2 separate regions of the Gossypium arboreum genome follow, and region 2 is linked to region 1. A link is a contact called in public Hi-C data. All regions are on one chromosome and are shown on one strand. Each heading gives the region's core, a stretch centred on a gene start, on an enhancer-like site or on the middle of the called end of the contact. The rest is flanking DNA. Distances are from core to core; before and after follow the strand shown.

Region 1 (3,719 bases), core at 652-3,151:
CACAGGCCTAATATTCATGGAAGAACCTACCATGCCCCTCAGCCAAACCCACACTGAAAACAAACAAGAAAAACATAAAAAACACACATGCATTCCTCTCTCTCATTGTTTCATTTATTATCAATCAGAATGGCTTCTAGGGCAGGGACAGTTCAATATTGTAGCTTTACTTCATTATGTTTACCATTGCTCAAACTTAGCAAAAGAGCAAGAAAAACAACAGTGAACTTAGGTTGAGTCATCCAAATTGAATGGAAGTGCCATATAAGGTCAGATTTAGTTGAAAATTGAGGAAATTCCCTTAATGGTCTTGGTGTTGGAATTTTCTGAGAGGAAATATAGATGGAAATGGAAGAAGAATGTTTAAAATACAGTATCTTTCAATCACAGCAAGGATTTAAAAACTTGATCAAATATCAGCATGGTCACCATTCTTGATGGAACATAAATAAGTGACAGATTCACTATTGGTTTGGCTGTTAGGGTGCAATCTTTTTGAGTTGCACACCTCCACTTTCTCAAAATCAATCTGTAATCATAAGGCTGAAAATAACTATCTTTGTACAACTTATAAGGGGTTCCATTCAATGGCAGAATGTCTTGACAAAACAAAAAAACTAAAATCAGAAATCCGTAACATATTTAGGAATATTAAGGAACTAATATGTTAACAAATAGGCATCATTCTAATAACATTGCACCAAATACTGGATCTTTTTATTGTTGTTGCCTCAGAATTACTTACAATTATCTGGCTAAAGTAAATCCAGCTTTAAAAAGTCCAAACAAAATACGCTGTTTATACTTAAGGACAAAGTTACGAAATGCAGTTCATAAGTACAAAGCAGATGTCAATCAAAACACAACCCCTCACTCTCTTTGTAACGGCCATTATCAACATTACCACATTTTCTAATAACCATTTTTAATGAAGTTACAACTGAACAAGCATGTTATACGACTTTAACTCCTACATCTAAAAGGGGTAGTTAAAGTGGCTTGGACAACCAAGACTTGACATATACTAAAAACCCATTTAAAAGTTTTTTTTTTTTGGGACAAATGGTGCACTGGTGCAAGGTATGAGGCATCCAGAAATGACTTTCTGGAAAGTCTAGCATCCATCATCAGCCAAGGGAATGTGAAGAAGACCGTGAAGTTAAAAAGTTGGAGAATAATAAACTCTAAATTGAGAGCAATACTGCAACAACTTTAGGTTCAGAAATATGTAACCAATGTAAGGAATAGAGATGCATTGCATGGTTTCATCATCACTAATATATACCTATAGGAGCTTTATAAGGTAAAATATTCAAAATTGGGTTTATCACCACTGGCATTCTGTTGACCCCAAAAACAAAAAAAAAAAATAGCCTTAGCCTAGCAGCATTTTCTATGTCCAACCTTACTAACCTTCAGCATTAAAGACAAATTGAAAATGCCCTAACTAGAAATCAGAACGATTGGAAATAAAGGAACCGAAATGTTACCTCTTTGGTGGACAACTCAGAAGCATAAGGAAGAACGAAATTGACAGTGAGTTTGGGAGGAATGGAGGAAGGGGTAGGCGGGCGAGGGTGCATGAAAGATAGAGGGGTCTTAGGAGGATCCATGTTGGGCATGACTTTGTTCCAGGCCTCCATGAAGGTGGCATCGGCAGTGTGAGCGGCGGGCAGATCGGTGGAAAAGGATCGAGCCCTTGCAGCTGCTATGGGTCGGGGCAAGAGCCCCAATGCTCGACGCAGCATTCTGGGAGGGGTCGCTCGGCTCTCGCAAGGTCGGAGACTGGGAGTGTGAGGGTCTTTCACTCTCTTTATTCACTCTTTTCTCTAACACAGTATTGTGATGTGATCTGAAAAATGGAGAGCAGAATCTCAATTCCACTCCGCTCAAATATCCCCCTTTTGGACTTATTGATTCTGGGCTTATAGGAACCCTCAGCCCAAATATTTGGGCTTTATATATTTTATTCCATGGACCGTCACTATTTACTCAAATTTATATATATTTATCCCACGTACTGTTTTTTTTTTTTTTGACATATTAAAAAAAAAAGAATCAATAAAAGTGTGATCTGTTTCTTTTTAAATATGTTATAACCAAACATGTAAATCGACAATTACATACGTGTTTAGGAATTAATATTCGGTTTAATATGTAAATTTATCGGTAAATAAATGAAAAAATTTATTGATATATATCGATACTTTAAAATTTTATTTAGAAAATTTTAAAGTTTGAGATCAATTTAAATTCTTTATCCTAATTTAAATATGATTAGTGTGAATAATTTGATAATTTTTCTGGAAATTTAATCCTTGAACTTGACATTTAGGGCCACTTTGATATCAATATCCTCTTGAACTTGGAAAATATAAATAATTTGACGATGTGACATTTTAATACAGTACTATATTATTACTTAAAAAATTTAATAACATTTTTTTTTTAAAAAAATTTAAGAGATGACATGGCACAATCTCGTACTGCCACATCATCAATTCTTGAAAAAATCCAAGTTGGATTGAATTGCAAGACTAAAAAGTTGTATTGGCTCATTAAGAAATAAAGGTAAAGACAAGATTGATGGATTCCTTATAGTTCCCCAAGTGGGCTGAAAATAGGCAACCCACACGATGACTATTTGTAACTCGACCCAATAATAGCCCATAAGCAGAGAACTGAAATTTGCAAATGAAAGCCCATATGCATATATAAAGTGGACGGTTGCGTTGCAGCCTCCTGCCATTAGGGTTTTTGTGCTGTGTCTTTGCAGAGTATCGGGTAGTCCTTTCAATCCTCAGCCATGGCGGAACAGGTCCAGATTCCTCTTTCGCTGCCTTTTATCTGTCTCATTTTTATGTTTTGAAACTGCTTTGATCTTTCTTTTTATTGTATATTAGACGGAGAAAGCATTTCTCAAACAACCCAAGGTGTTTTTAAGGTGAACTAGCTTCTTCCATTGTTATATATGTTTTACTTTGTTGCTAATTCATCTTACTCAGACCTTCTAATACCTCTATCAGCTCTAAAAAAACTGGGAAAGGAAAGAGACCTGGAAAGGGCGGGAATCGCTTCTGGAAAAGCATTGGGTTAGGCTTTAAGACACCCAGAGAGGCCATTGAAGGTTTGCTTTGCTTTGCTCTTCCTTATCATTACTATTTTGCCTGCATATTGTTATTTGATTTGGCAATTAGAATATATTCTTCTTAGCCATGCTTCCTTGTGTTCATCACTGAATATGTGTAATGGGAATTACTTGTTCTCTGCTATATTTTTTATTGTTAAACTAGATAATCTAACTATGTTGTTCTTTTCGGAGATTTCGGGACAACATTCATCACCATTTTACTCTGTTTTCTGCTTGGAACTGTTTTAGGGCATTGATATAGTAGGTTTATTGCACTTCATGTTAGATGCTTTCTTTTGGGGTTTTGTCTGACCGATGTGATTACACTGTGGAGGCCATGTTTTTGGCTAACATGTTTCTGTGATCTTACCTTTACTCAAAACAGTTCATGTCATAGAACCATGGGGCATCCATAATTTTTATGGATGTCTAGCCATTTGTAGATTCATTTTCATCGTACTATTTCATGTCTGCTTCCCCTCACCCTTTCTACAATTGCATTTGTTGACACTTACATTGGATTTCAATGTTGTCCAGGAACATATATTGATAAGAAATGCCCATTTACTGGCACTGTTTCTATTAGAGG
Region 2 (3,719 bases), core at 384-2,883, 130 kb after region 1:
TACTATATGGAGCTATCATTTAGCTTGCATAATATCGTTTCTATGCTCAAGACTCACATAAGGAGATCACATATACTAGGGTTTGCCCAACAACTAGCGAAAATACTCTGGTTGATATATATTAGAGCTAGGGAGCTCATGATCATGCAAACATGTTTGTGCATTTAAGAGTTGTATTAAGTTAGGTGTATATGTACACATAGTTCGTAAATATATATACATAGAGCTAGCCAATATGTGAAGCTCACACAATATACATATACTCATACCTTATTTAGTGTGACTACACAACACTTATGGTGCTACCAAATAAAGAAAGAGGAAAAGAAACTATCCTACTTTAGATCTAGATTCATTGTGAATTGACACGAGTGATCACAGCATTTGGGAGGGCTTTCATTGGGAAGTTCCATTTCGACTGATTCTAGAGGTTGGGAGTTAGTTTATGTTCATCGCACCAACTATTGATATAAGATTTGGGTTTAGAGATTTAAGGACGACTTACTTTTCATGGGCGGAGAGCAAGGTTTTCATAATTGGAGTGGTCGTCAAACTTGTTAGACCACCGATTCTTAGTCCAATTGTTTGATTATTTTAACCAGTTTATTTGATTCAATTAAATAGCTTATTAAAAAATCATAATCGAACTGGTGGTCAAATCACCAATTCTCAATCTAATTTGTTTGACCATGTTGTCTGGTTCAATTAAATAAATTATTAAAAAAAATCATAAAAAAGATAAATATGGTTCAACTGATTTTTTAGCTCGATTCAATCGTTTCGCAAATCAACCAATCCAAACCTCTATTTCCAGATTGATACCTCGACTGATTCTCGATCTAGCTAGCTGATCCAGTTCTGAAAATAATGATAGAGAGCTGTAAGTGGTCGAGTATGGTGATAGAGAGGAGAAAAGAGAAAGTATCAGTCAAGATAAAGAAAGACTATAGTAAGTGTCTTGATCAAACTATCTTTGTCAAGTATGATCCCTCGACATGAGCTCGCTTTACTGTGGAATTTCGAGGTAGACATTCCATGATCTTGGTTGGTGAGATCTAGTCTTAATTTTTGGTCTTAGCTTGTAAGTGGTTTGACAAGGTAGCAGGATCGCGAGCTTTAATTGACGAAAGTTGTTGGTGAGTTCCAGAGGTGGTTTGGCGAGGTCCAACGAGATGAAAGGATAGTGAGATGATATCGCCAAGTACCGTTGATGGGATCGTCTAATATGAGTACAACAATATGAACAAAATTGGTTAGATGATAATGATAGTATTGACATTGTTTAAAACTTATGACTTTGTCTTTTCTAAGACAAAACAAACCCTACCTTTCGTATTAGAGATGGTTGTGATGTTGAGTCAAATATATATGAAGTCGACAGATGTTGAGTCTTGTGGTGGTGTGCGTCATGGATATGGTTTGTTCTTAATAATTTTTATCTAAAAAAAGAAAAAAAAAAAAAATAAAATTCAAGTCAACCGGCTGCATCATGCATAAATTATTCTTTTATGTTTTCCATCCTAATCAATGTGGAGGATGAAAAATAAAATTCCTTTTTTTCCAAAGAGAAATTTCTACTTACCTAACCCAGCAGTGTATAACATATTTAATTTTAGCCGAGGCATCAGATCTAACCAATAAAAATAAATAATCGAACTCTGCTCATCTGCTATCTAGGTATACTTGAAACATCTAGCAAGTCAACTTCACATATTTCACTCCATATTTCCCAATACAACAAGTGGATTAAAGCAATACATAGAGAAGAAATATGTTGGGAGAGGAGATGAACAGCTTCATCAAGGTATGGTTAGCAGTTTTCACATCTCTAAGTTATTGCCATGCCATGGGTAAGATGGTTCCAAAAGGTCCCAAAAGACTCATTTTCCTACTCCCCATTGTCTGCCTATTTCTCTACCTCCCTCTCAATCTATACTCGCCCCATTTTGGGGGTCTAACAGCCTTTTTCATTGCTTGGCTTGGTAACTTCAAGCTCTTATTATTTGCTTTCGACAAGGGTCCTTTAAACACACGTATTTCTCTCCCACTTTTTATGGCTCTGGCTTGCCTACCTATCAAGATTCAACAAGATCCAATTAAGGAAAACCCATCATCAAAATCACTAGGAAAATTTACTGTCAACTATGTTATTAAGGGTTTGCTTTTGGCCATTATACTATGGTCCTATAACTTCATTGAATACATACATCCCAATATTATCAAGCTCCTCTACGCTTTGCACATATATTTCTTCCTTGAAATCTTCTTGGCTATAGGGGCAGCCATGGTTCGATCCTTTTATGGGGTGGAGCTGGAGCCACAGTTCAATGAACCCTTCCTTTCAACTTCACTCCAAGACTTTTGGGGCAAAAGGTGGAACCTCATGGTGGCTAGTATCATGCGCCCTACCGTATACGAACCTACCCTAAGATTTTCGTCAGCTGTGATTGGCAGAAAGTGGGCCCCGGTACCGTCGGTTTTGTCAACGTTTGTAGTATCGGGTGTGATGCACGAGCTAGTGTTTTACTACCTGAGGCGCGTGAATCCCACAGGGGAAGTGACCTGGTTTTTTATTTTCCATGGAATTTGTTTAACACTTGAGATTGGTTTGAAGAAGGCATTAAGTGGGAAGTGTCGGTTACCGTGGATAGTAACGGGACCGTTGACAGTTGGGTTCGTGTTGGGCACGGGCATTTGGCTGTTCATTCCACAGTTCACGCGATCAAAGTTGGATGTTAGAGCGTTTGAAGAGTACGCTGAAATTGGAGCGTTGTTGAAAAGTTCTTGTGAAAAAGTCTTAAACCACATCTTTTATCACTTCTGATATCCAAAGATTAGCCCTCCACATTGTTGGTCTTACAATTTTAATATTTCTATTTCTATTATTATTTTATACAAATGATATTTAAGATTATAATATATTATTTTTAATTGTATTTATACATTTTAAAAAAATCAAGTTTCTAATAATTTATTTTTATGTATTCAATAATAAATAATAATAAGTTTTAACCTCAAGTTGGGTGTTTGTTTGGTCTGACTTTTGTTAAGGGAGTAATATATGCTTGATATAAGAATAATGTAAAGCTTGGATTTTGAATCATGTTTAAAATTATAAATATATATATATATTGATAATAAAACTTTGACTAATTCATAAAAGGGTAATTGAAATAGTAAAATTGAGATTTTGATATTGATGTTTATCTCAAATTTAAGTTTCATCTTTTGTAGATTTATTGTATTAAAAATACCATCATAATAAAATATTTATTTTTTAAATTATTTCTCAATTGAATTGGTGTCTAATTAACTCGTGAGGTTAACACAATTAATGAATATGTATCTAAAATCTATATATATATATATATATATATATATATATATATATATATTATTATAGAATATACAATAAGATTTTCTTAACAAACACACATAACATAGATATCTTTATTTGTTCACAAGTAAAACAAATATAATACTTACAAATACACTTTTTTTTTTAATTACTAACACATTTATTAATAGTAGGTTTAGGAAATACAATTCTCTATAAGGTAAGTAATACGATTGATGAACCATTCCATAACATGGAATGCTTCCTAGCACGGAATGTGGAGTTGTTGAAAGGACATGAAACTATGCAAAGGTTGTAGAGACTCCTAAGCTGTTTCATTATTGGAATGTTTCAAGTATATGGTTTGTTAAAGAATATATTC

Evidence for each region. Hi-C and Micro-C count contacts between places; a contact is called where the count stands out from the background.
Region 2: a contact with region 1 is called in a Hi-C map of leaf, with 2.6 times the contacts expected there. The contact joins the promoter of LOC108469421 here to the promoter of LOC108467716 in region 1. A contact is called at or near these places in 2 of 5 Hi-C or Micro-C datasets (both in leaf).

What each region holds. Positions count from the first base shown.
Region 1 is chr8:132,807,833-132,811,551 of ASM2569848v2, forward strand. LOC108467716 (ATP synthase subunit delta', mitochondrial-like) reads right to left here and starts at 1,902. Exons shown (of 2, transcript XM_017768461.2): 1 at 1,491-1,902. The coding sequence starts at 1,748. It overlaps LOC108467860 (40S ribosomal protein S11), which reads left to right and starts at 2,704. Exons shown (of 6, transcript XM_017768673.2): 1 at 2,704-2,818; 2 at 2,904-2,944; 3 at 3,027-3,127; 4 at 3,668-3,719. The coding sequence starts at 2,807.
Region 2 is chr8:132,937,369-132,941,087 of ASM2569848v2, forward strand. LOC108469421 (acyl-CoA--sterol O-acyltransferase 1-like) reads left to right here and starts at 1,634. Exons shown (of 1, transcript XM_017770306.2): 1 at 1,634-2,995. The coding sequence starts at 1,772. The coding sequence ends at 2,824.